2 separate regions of the Ovis aries genome follow, and region 1 is linked to region 2. The links are chromatin contacts, called in public Hi-C maps. All regions are on one chromosome and are shown on one strand. The core of a region is the stretch at or near the end of the contact, and the rest is flanking DNA. Distances in the headings are between cores, read along the strand shown.

Evidence for each region. A called contact is a pair of places that touch in the nucleus more often than the background predicts.
Region 1: a Hi-C map of liver shows a contact between it and region 2, with 9 times the contacts expected there. The contact joins two enhancer-like sites. A contact is called at or near these places in 6 of 16 Hi-C or Micro-C datasets (blood, hypothalamus, liver and 1 more).

Annotation. Positions count from the first base shown.
Region 1 is chr10:18,814,470-18,817,560 of ARS-UI_Ramb_v3.0, reverse strand. No RefSeq gene overlaps it. Among named protein-coding and RNA genes, the nearest start is that of TRNAC-GCA, 7.4 kb to the left of the region's middle. Within about 2 kb of position 1,265, at least 3 of the 54 cell types and tissues checked have an H3K27ac peak or open chromatin away from gene starts, as enhancers often do. A contact at or near this core is called in liver, where this site is marked.
Region 2 is chr10:18,477,547-18,480,572 of ARS-UI_Ramb_v3.0, reverse strand. The region is part of intron 2 of RB1 (RB transcriptional corepressor 1); the gene reads right to left. Among named protein-coding and RNA genes, the nearest start is that of RB1, 20 kb to the right of the region's middle. Within about 2 kb of position 1,267, at least 11 of the 54 cell types and tissues checked have an H3K27ac peak or open chromatin away from gene starts, as enhancers often do. A contact at or near this core is called in liver, where this site is marked.

The sequences.
Region 1 (3,091 bases), core at 16-2,515, 340 kb before region 2:
TGCCATGATCTTAATTTTCTGAATGTTGAGCTTTAAGCCAACTTTTTCACTCTCCTCTTTCACTGTCATCAAGAGGCTCTTTAGTTTCTCGCTTTCTGCCATAAGGGTGGTGTCATCTGCATATCTGAGGTTATTGATGTTTCTCCCAGCAATCTTGATTCCAGCTTGTGCTTCATCCAGCCCAGCGTTTCTCATGATGTACTCTGCATAGAAGTTAAATAAGCAGGGTGACGATATACAGCCTTGACGTACTCCTTTCCCTATTTGGAACCAGTCTGTTGTTTATTTTAATAACTAATTTAAAAAGTATATAGCTCCCTTGCTAAGACTAGCGGGTGAGGCACTCTCCGCCCTCTGACGTCTGTATCAGAAGCATTCTCTGTCCCTTTTCACTGTAACGAAGCTTTTCCCACACAGGAGCCCTGAGTGGTCAGGTCTGGTCTCTGGTCCTGAAGCTAAATCTTCTTCGGAGATCATGAATCCAACATCGTTCACAGTAGGTTAAGACTTCATCTTCCAGTGCAAGCGGTGTGGGGAGCTAAGATCGCATCTGCCTCCTGGCCAAAAAAAAAACAAAAAAAAAAAAACAAAAGGAATATTGCAACAAATTCGATAAAGACTTGAAAAATAGTTCACATTAAAAAAAAAAACAAAAACCTTTGAAAAATAAACTAAAATCTTGGGAGTTCCCTGGTGGTGCAGTGCTTAGGATTCCACACTTCCATTGCAGGGGGCACAGGTTTGATCCCTGGTCGGGGAACTAAGATCTTGCAAGCCAAATAGCGTTGCTAAAAAACAAAACAAAACTTTTTTTAAAAAAAGTCTTTTAAGAGAAGAATGAGCTGTGTGATGTTTGTGAAAAGATTAGAAGGTACTGCATTAAATCTACCTTATTTCACTTTATATCCTGAGAGCTACACAAATCCCTGCCACTGGTGGGAGCTGAATCTACCGCCACAGGGCCACCAGGGTGTGCTGAAGTTTCATGGAACTCAAGGTCAGCTTCCCTGGCAGCCCAGAGCAGAAGTAGGGAGCCCGAGATCAGCAGTTTTCACCCCCTTGTCAAGCACATCTGAACTGTCCCCCTTCAGGCTCACAACACTGCAAGGGAAATATTAACATCTCCATTTTTAAAATGAGAAGCGTAGGGCTCGGAGAGATTAAGTAACTTGCCAAGCTACAGGTCGGAGGGCCTGGATTCAAACGTAGGTTTGTGTGGGCCCAGAGCTTATGCCAGGCTTCCCCCTCAAGTCACTAGAGAGAAGGCCGTCCTCTGTGGGTGTTCTGAGCTCTGGATGTGGAAAACGGGCAGAAAAATGGACCTGCAAACCAGGAGCGGCCCCAAGGGCGGGGTTCAATGCTGAAGGCTGCCTTTCATATTCGTATAAAAGTCTGGTTGCTACTGGAAGAATTCCCATCCCTTGGAAGATTCCGGGGGTCCCTGCGGGCTCTCACCTGAAGCGGGAACCTGGGTCTAAGGCCGCCTCAACACCAAGCGGTGCTGGAGCGGAGGCAGGCCGCCAGAGGGCGCTGTGCAGACACGGTGAGCTCGCGTCTCAGTCACAGGACCCTGCCCAGTTCAGACGCAACGAGTGCCCAGTCAAGGGTGAAGAGAGGTCACTTTGAACTAAGTTTGTTTCTTTCTCTTGAGAAAAAATAATACACAACATATTTTTCAGAAATCTCTTGAGAGTGAAGTTTGCCTCTTGCAAAATTGCTAAACGTTGTGGGTTTCTTTCTCTTCCATAAGACTTCCTTTTGCCACAATGGATGTCAGCAGATACTGCAGAAAAGTGGGTGGAATAGAGAACGCGAGCATGTCCAATCCCAGATCTGCCTCTTCTTAGAAGTGAGGGTTTTCTCTGAACCTCTTTTGTGTCTTCTGTAAGCTGGAGAGCAAAGGCTTTATCTTACAGGTCTGTTCTGAAGACTAAAGAGCAGGCACAGAAGTAAGTAAACAGTCTCGCTCAGTTTGCAATCATTTTGGTCTTATGACCTCTTTATAGTCTTAAAAAGTTATCGAACACTCAAAGAGCTTTCTTTCTTTCTTTTCTTTCTTTTTTTTTTTGCCGTGCTGTGAGGTTGGCAGGCATCCTAGTTCCCTAACCAGGGATCGAACCCAGGTGCATGGCAGTGAAAACGCTGGATGTAACCACTGGACAGCCACAGAATTTCCTCAAAGACCTTTCCTTTATGTGGGTTCTATCATACTTTGTTGTTGTTCATTTGCTAAGTTGTGTCCGACTCTTTGTGACCCCATGAGCTGCAGCACGCCAGGCTTCTATCATATTTACTACATTAAAAACTAAGATTCACTTTTTAATTAAATTTATCATTAAAATATCTATTTCATTAGGAAAAAATATTAATTTAGCAAGAAAACCTGTAAAACAAATATTAAAAAAAAGAGGAAACCAAAACATGTATCAGTTCAGTTCATTTCAGTCGCTCAGTCGTGTCCGACTGTTTGCGACCCCATGAATTGCAGCATGCCAGGCCTCCCTGTCCATCACCAACTCCTGGAGTTCACTCAGACTCACATCCATCGAGTCAGTGATGCCCTCCAGCCATCTCATCCTCTATCGTCCCCTTCTCCTCCTGCCCCCAATCCCTCTCACCATCAGAGTCTTTTCCAATGAGTCAACTTTTCCCATGAGGTGGCCAAAGTACTGGAGTTTCAGCTTTAGCATCATTCCTTCCAAAGAAATCCCAGGGCTGATCTCTTTCAGAATGGACTGGTTGGATCTCCTTGCAGTCCAGGGGACTCTCAAGAGTCTTCTCCAACACCACAGTTCAAAAGCATCAATTCTTCGGTGCTCAGCTTTCTTCACAGTCCAACCCTCACCTCCATACATGACCACTGGAAAAACCATAGCCTTGACTAGACGGACCTTTGTTGGCAAAGTAATGTCTCTGCTTTTGAATATGCTATCTAGGTTGGTCATAACTTTTCTTCCAAGGAGTAAGCGTCTTTTAATTTCATGGCTGCAGTCACCATCTGCAGTGATTTTGGAGCCCCCAAAATAAAGTCTGACACTGTTTCCACTGTTTCCCCATCTATTTCCCATGAAGTGATGGGACCAGATGCCAT
Region 2 (3,026 bases), core at 18-2,517:
TCTATCAACTTCTTCTGAGTTTCCTAATTCCAAAGACTTTTCCCCACCACCTTCTTTTTCCTTCTGCCGTCTGTAGCTTCATCCACTTCTACAGCAGCCCCAACTCCTCGATACAGATGTTTCACGTGACTCATCTTGCTTTCCAGCCCTCACTGCTGTCTCAAGATATAGGCCCTATTTTCCAAAGGCAATTACAACCCAAAATTTGTAACTGAATTGTTTCCTCAAAAATTTAGTTGAGAATTATGTAATGGCCTAGGAATAGCACCTTTGAAACCATTAAAACAGAGGAAAAGCAAGTTTTACTCAGCCAAAAGAATCACAAAAAAATAAATGAAAGAAGGAAAAAAATGAGGAAAGGATAAGAAAAAGCATTTTGCAAAAGAAAAAGACAGTAATTTTCAATAAACATATTTTGAATATAAGAACCTCAGAAGAGTGTTAATTGAAGGACATTTTGCTAATTTGCATCAAGAGCCTTAAGAGTTCAGTTTTATCTCTATGAATTTATCCAATGAAAATAATTACTAAGATTTAGTATAATAAATGTTCAAAGAATTACTTACAACAGCAAAAATAGTGGGAAACATTTAAATATTTTTAAATAGAACAGTTAAATAAATTATGATAGAGCTGTATCAGGAGCTACATAAGACTCTTAGAAAACATTTCAAAGATTATAAGGACATGGGGAAAAAAACAGACACATTAAAAGAAAAAAAAAACATCAGAATACAAAATTCTGTGTTTGACTCCAATTTGTTGAAAAATTTTAAAAGAAAGGATAGGCAAAAATATATCAAAATGTTAACTATTATCTCTAGGTGGTAGGATTACAAATGGTTTTCATTAATCCTAGGTATATTTTCTAAATTACCTACAATTATAAAATAGAGGGGAAAGCAAGTCAATTAAAAAGTACTAAAGTTATATAAAACAGGTGAGAGGAAAAATTATGAATATTCTTGAGAAAAATTTTTAAAATAGTAAAACTTTAATTACATATACTACAGTTTAAATGAAAATCTATAATCAACACTTAAGAGACTACTCATTTAAGCTATCATTTAGTTTAGTTTACTTAAACCACCCAACTGGTAACCCTGAGTTAGTGATATGACTTCTACTGGGTTAACCAAAAAGTTTGTTGAGTCTTTTTCCCCATGATAGTTTATGGAAAATACCGAACAAAGTTTCTGGCCAATCCAACACTTGCTCTTTTACGATGCACTAACTTATAAAAGAGCTCCCCCAAGTGGTAACATAAATCATCTTAGAAACATCTGAAAAGTAGGTTATCTTACTGAAAAGTAGGTTAACATAACTAGCATGAATTTAACCTGAAATTTTAAAAGTTAAAAACACTACTCTCTCTTATCTTTACTTTTTAATATATCAACCATGAAAATGATGGAAATAAGCCATAGTAAACACGCTCTTTATCTCAGGGTCAAAAGGATACATCCTTACACCAGATTCATGAGACTGTAATGAGTGATTAGCAATAAAGTTACAAGTTAAATGTATTACAGGAGTAGAGAGGCTAAGGCCTGCCTTTATATCTTCCCCTCCTGGATTTCCTTACCAGGGTTATATGTAAGAACAAAAGAAATAACATGCTAATATGCCAGAAAATCCTCCCTCTCGCTTGCATAATATCAGCTGACAGCAGTGAGTGCTAACGAAATTCTTGATGTGCTCTCAAGAATCAGAAGGCAAGAGTAGCACAGCCAAGAAGAATACAAATGCTAACTTCACTTGTGCTCGATCATATTTTTGATTCAACATGCAGAGGTAAACACCAACTGAATTAGCCATCCAGTTACACAATGCCTTTGTGGGGAAAGAGTTGACTCTACTCCCAGAAAAATATGTTCTTGGCAAATTCAGATTCCTCTAGTCTTCTGCCCAAGAGATGAGTACTTGGAGCTAAGAACTTCTACAGAATTCAGTGGTTAGGACTATTTAAGCACCTAACTAAACTCAAGTTCAGTTTACTAGATTGTTCAATTGTCCCTATCTCAACTAGTTTGTAAGATTTTGAAGGCATAATCACACTAAGTACACTGCTGAACCCCCAAGAACCTAGTACAATGGCCAGCACTAATTTAACATTAAATGTATATATTTTTTAAAAGCAGCATCAATAGTCATAACCCAGCATAGGATAGAATGACTTTTGACTTTTTGACTTTCTCATTTTTCCCCCTAGTAAAAAGTTTTAAGGTGAGAATATTGGTCCTACCACAATTTCTTTATCTCCTGATCACACATTGATCAGCTACTGACAATAAGCAGGATTAATTCACACAAAGAAATGAATTACAGTCTTCACTTCCTGAACCTGTAATACATAACTGACCTGGAATTTAGTTTCTAGTCAAGCTCTCTGCTTTACTGAGTCAAAGGCCCAAAAAATGATCCACCCAAGAAGATAGAGCCATAGAGCAGTGAAAACAGCCACCATATTAAGACAACTACTCATTAACTGATGTCCACCCCTCTTAGAAACAAAGACGAAAAACAGTGAGGAAGTCAATTACTACAACTCAGATTTAATTATGTGTATAAATGGTATTTTTCAAAGTTAACATGTCCATTCATTCCACCAATATCATTTGAAAAAATGAAAACATAACTACTGAATAAATGAGTTGGCATTAGAATAAAAGAATCTTAGTTGGAAGGGAAAATGAAAGAGATCATTGATCACTGAAGTCCTGTGGTCTGGGAGTCTCTAGGGTTCAAATCATAAAATGATAATCTTTGGCAAATTTGCTTAAATTTTTTAAAACTTAAGGGAACCCATATGTTTACTTTCAATAATGCCTTAGTAACTAAAGTAGCAAGTGTTTTACCTTTGCTAGAATTCAATGCAGCAAGGTAACACAATTTACCTTTATACTGATAAAAAGCAAGGGCTGTCAGGCTTGAATAAAATTAGGAAAAATTTTTATTTAATAAAGTTTGGTACACTTTCTAAAAGAGATCTAAGGTGGGGGAAAGTTTGGTGGTTTCTGACTGCA